Linked DNA regions of Gossypium hirsutum: region 2 is linked to region 1. The links are chromatin contacts, called in public Hi-C maps. All regions are on one chromosome and are shown on one strand. The core of a region is the stretch at or near the end of the contact, and the rest is flanking DNA. Distances in the headings are between cores, read along the strand shown. Region 1 holds the start of LOC107895133 (calcium-dependent protein kinase 8). Region 2 has its middle 5.5 kb from the start of LOC121212449.

Region 1 (2,540 bases), core at 11-2,510:
TTCTCTTACCATTAGAAAGCCCACCACTCTTTTCATTAAGGGATAAGAATGCATTGAAATCGTCGATAGCCATCCAAAGAACTTGCCCAAGTGAAATCGATAAACTAAATTCCTCCAAAGGTCTTTGTTTCTGTCGATTACAACTTTGGTACACAAAAGAAATAAAAACTGGAAGTGAAGAAGAGCCAGACCAAGTGCGAGTAAGAATGAACTAGGGGTGACTACAGGCCACTTCAACCTGAATGGAATCTTTCCAACCAAGCCAAATACCCCCAGAATATCCAATTGCCTCCACTCTGTGAGAATACTGAAACCCCAGCCCCGCTATAATGCTGTTCGCTTTGGCTCCACTTACTCTCGGCTCAAGCAGGCTAATAATATCAGGCTTATAATTCATGTTATATTCTCTAAAAAATCGAGAAAATCTGACGCTAGCGCACCCCTGGAAATTCCAAGAAAATATTGTAAAATTCATGAAAAATAAAAAAAAAATTAGAACCATACCATCACTGTCGAGAGGCCTCATCCCCATTCAAAATTGGGCCTGCTACACTGTGTTTCAATCTCTGCTTCTTTAGCTACCAGAGCATATAAGAGTTTTGCCACCGCTTTCATAAACTCGGCTAGGGGAACTCAAGAATTTCTCGATGATTTAAACCGATTCCCCTGTCCCCTTAATGCATTATTCGGTTTTCTACCACCACGACCAATATTAATTTTACCACCAATTTTCTTGTCTTTAGCGTTTGAAGAACTTGCACCCATGGATTCAAATTTTTGTTTAATAGGAAACCTATGCGAAAAAGGAGAATTTTTATCCTTGAAAATAACTGCAGAGTGTTTTCCAAGATCAAGAACTCCCTCATTCATTAGTACTCCAGCTCCTTCAGGCCCTTCGAAAGCTAGATTAAATTGCACCTTCACACCTTCAATATTTCAAGCTTGCAAGTGACCCCCAACCCCCACCATGTAATTTTTAGAAATAACCTGGGTAGCAATATTATGGGTCTCTGGCCCAGCAACCGCCCCAACACCCGCGGAGCTCAAATCTAGCGAAGGGTCCACACGCTTTCCCAATGCGTCAGGCCTTGTATCTTCTCCTAGCTCATTAATTGTTTGTGGATCCTTTATCTTTTCAACCCAAACTGATTTAGGATTTAGCTCCCTATTTCCTGCTTTCGAAATGACCAAACCAAAATTATTAATGTGGGATTGGCCCACTTTGCTTGAAATTATTAAGGGGTAGGATTTAGCTACCCCTATTATTACTAGTGACCATTGTCACCTTTGCAGACTTTAACGCTTCGTTTAGTTCAATGTCACCTTTGCAGGCTTTGAAGCCATTACAGGACGGTTCCAATTTCTACAGTAAAGCAGAGCTTTGGTTCGTTGGAAAGCTTAAAACGCCGAATGGCGATTACAGCATTCCGAAAATCGTTGAATAGCAATTCAAGGGAAGAGGTGTCGAATTGGCTATTCCAACCTTTCCACCGAATGACCTTCTTTTCCCTTTCGAAAACACCCTCACACTGAAATTTCTCAACGGTTTCACTTTTTTTTCCTTAGCCATCAACAATCCCACGCTCAAATCAACCTGAAAGGAAGCAAATCAACTTGAAGGCCAAAGACCCACACTTCATTTACCACTCCTAAGCGATTCCAACCTATCACTGGAATCGATTGATGAGAATGCAAGTCGCCGTATGGGTAAGCTTTATTCTTCTTTCACTTGTTAATGGTGGAAGGAGTCTTTCTATTTTCCACTCTTCCTTTAACACCATTGCTACCCACACCGATGTTAAGTAAGAATTTCACGCTTCGATAGTGTTGATGATGCTTCGATAGTGCTTTTAGCATTTTGATTAAATGCTTTCTTGTCAATTAGGCCAAATTGATTTTGGGTTTTCTGTTTAGGGGAAATGCTGAAGTTAGGTCTTCAACATGATGCTGTAAAATTTTCCACTTTGATTAATGGATTTTGTAATCAAATCTCTTTTAATTGCTTACAATACAATGCTAATAAAGCTGTTAGGTTTTTAAGTATGATGGAAGTAAGAGGTTTGGAACTCAACATTGTGGTATTAGCACTGTCATTGGCTATCTTTGTTGTTAAAGGATGCTCTTGATCTCTTATTTGGAATTGAAGGTGAAAGGCATTAGATCAATATTGTTATTACCAATTATGCTTAATTCATGGCATGTGTAATTGATCAAATGTTGTTATCTACAACATCAGAAATCATCCCTTCCTTGCTTAATTCTTGCTATAAGTAATATATTGATTGGTGCACATTGCAAGGAGGCAGTGATTTCTGAAGCTTTACATACAGTTGACACAATGAACAAGCGAGTGATTGCAAGGTATGTTTCTAAAGCTGAGGATATTGTTGACACAATGATAAAGCGAGACATTGAGCAAGTAAGGACTTGATTTCATCTTTTTCTTGTAATGAAGAAATAATTATAGTCATGTGTTTATATGATCTCATCTTTCTATATATTTCTAAAAGTGTTTCAATATCATTATGCAATTTTTGTTT
Region 2 (2,540 bases), core at 30-2,529, 140 kb before region 1:
AAGAAATTCTGGAGGCAAAGAGAAATCTCAATGATTTGAGGGCTAAAATGGTACATGAAACAAATCTTGTAATAACCGAACAAGATCCCTTCCTATCTTCAAACAAAGTTGAAACTGATCCCTCAACATTTTGATACAAAACTCTATCTCCATCTGCCTCAACATCTCTAGTTTTAGATTATTCGATACCCTGCAATGATCAGCTAATAAACGAAGAAATGTATATAGTGCACTGGTCAAAACTACAGGCTTTTCTTGTAACAAACAATCTCATTTACTTAAACAAAGACTTACTAACTCGAAAGATAACCAAAGATTCCCATCACTAAAATCACCACCAATAATTTGCCTCATTAAACACACTAACAAACTATCAATTCCTGTAGCAAAAACATCAATAATTTCTTTAGTAACCCAAATTAATTGTTCCTTTACTGAATCAATAAGCTTTCCATACAATTCATTAAAAAATTCCAACAAGTAAACTTAAAAACAGCTTATACCCATCAATGACAATAGCATGTAAGTGCTTAATATGAATTTTGGCGAAATAGGGTTCGATTAAAACACCATAGAGAATAGCTTGATTAAGTAGAGTGTATTCTTGGGGATCTGGGATAGTTAATGAAAAGGGGGGTCTTAATTTCGATTGAAGAAGGTCAAAAGCTTGCCTTAGAGAGAGTTATAGCTGATTGTGAGCTTCATAGGATGAGACTTTAATCAGTTGCGAAGCCATTAAGAGTAGTTTTCATTAAGAAAAAGCAAAAACTTAATACCTTGTCAGCAAACTGCTTCACTCGATTCAACACCGATTTAACATCTGGGTGTTGGATCGTTAGCCCTTTCCTCTCACGCCGAAGTCGAATTTTCTCGAGAAAATTGAGAAATCTGGATTTCAAGCTTTGTTTTTGTTGAGAGAAAATTGAAACCGTTGACCCTGATTTCAACCGGAGCTTGAGGATGAATTTGTGGAGCTTAAGAGGAGCGAGAATCAATGGAATTCACTGGTAGGTAAGATTTTGGTGGCTTTAAATTTGAGATTGAATCTAGGTTCAGGCTTGGATAGGGTTGGTGAGGATGCTTCATACGTGAAAAAGAGGGAAAAGGTTGGAAGGAAATGGGAATCAGATGTGAAAAAAAAGAAGAAAATGCTCAGATGTTAAAAAGAAATGAGAAGGGTAAATTTGAAAAATTTTCATGTTGAATTGGTATTCCGTTGGGGGGGGGGGAGTGCTAAATTGTAAACCGCAGTTTTACCTTGGATAAGGCTATATGGAATACTGTTGTAATGGGCTATTACATCCAACCAAACAATGGAATAGGGATGGGCCTACTGAATTCAGCTGTAATGGCTTCAAAGTTTAATTTGTTACGTGATTTTTTTGTCTCAATAATTAAGTATTTATATATTTTTATTACACACGTTTCATATATTCATTGTGACACATGATACTATTTAGTTAGGGTACCAAATTAAATATTAAAATCAAACTCAAATACCAAATTAGGACAAAAATTCAAGTATCAAATTAAATATTGGAATCAAGTAGAGATACCAAATGATATATTAACCCTTTATAAAATACTTAAACCTTTTTCCACTAAAAATAATAAAAATGTTTTAATAACTACTTAAAAATAATAAAGTGTATTATGTTTTATTTTTATAACATATTTTTATATTATCCATAAAAAAATACTCAATTAGTAATTAGTATTTGTTGGTATAATGTATTAAGTTATGAAGGATGTGTTTCAAAGTTCAAGATGATTAGTTTAGTTAATAATTAAGTAGTTGAAGTTAGTTAATTAATTGAAAAAATAATAGAATATAACATATTTTTTATTTAATTAACTTCAACTACTTAACTACTGACTAAATTATTGATAAACACTTTTAACCAGCAATACTAATACCAAACTGCCTTCATACCTCAATATAATGAATAAAATTTTAATAAGAAAAAGAAGAGCAATCATTTGAGTATCATTCTTTCATTACCCTAATCCCAAAAAAAGCATCAATATATCAAAAAATCATTTGATTAAAAATGCATATTCACGAACATAAGGGTTTTTTGTTGCTTATTCGATTACACCCAACCCTAAAAGCTTGAAGTTACAAACACAAATCTAGAATTTTACAACACTTTTGCTAGTAATCTACTTGCCTTCTCTTTTATGGTTTTTCAATAATTATGGATGTAATAGATGCTATTGTGGTGAATGAAACCACAATATAAAAGTTGCAATTGAATCTTGTGCATGTGTCGCCCTTCTCCAACTAATTACAAAGCTAAGTTTCATTGTCTGCCTATGGCGAAACATCCAATAGGTGACAATATCAATATCATTTACCAGTTCATGTTCCATCCCCAAGTAAGCATGTACATCTTCAAAGACCAAAGCTTGAAATTCATGTCGTACTTTTTCCCTTCGGAATCGTATGTGACTGTCGGTATTCTTTCTCGTCTTCATTCAATAATGGTAACATGCATTGCTGGATGTGATCCTTGCTCAAACAAAGCCTTGCTTCACTC

Evidence for each region. Hi-C and Micro-C count contacts between places; a contact is called where the count stands out from the background.
Region 2: a Hi-C map of leaf shows a contact between it and region 1, with 2.0 times the contacts expected there. The contact joins the enhancer-like site here to the promoter of LOC107895133 in region 1. A contact is called at or near these places in 4 of 34 Hi-C or Micro-C datasets (leaf and seedling).

What each region holds. Positions count from the first base shown.
Region 1 is chrA13:89,152,923-89,155,462 of Gossypium_hirsutum_v2.1, reverse strand. LOC107895133 (calcium-dependent protein kinase 8) reads left to right here and starts at 1,260. Exons shown (of 7, transcript XR_005907657.1): 1 at 1,260-1,707; 2 at 2,300-2,419.
Region 2 is chrA13:89,289,275-89,291,814 of Gossypium_hirsutum_v2.1, reverse strand. It overlaps the pseudogene LOC107894358. Among protein-coding and RNA genes, the nearest start is that of LOC121212449, 5.5 kb to the left of the region's middle. Within about 2 kb of position 1,279, at least 7 of the 9 cell types and tissues checked have an H3K27ac peak or open chromatin away from gene starts, as enhancers often do. A contact at or near this core is called in leaf, where this site is marked.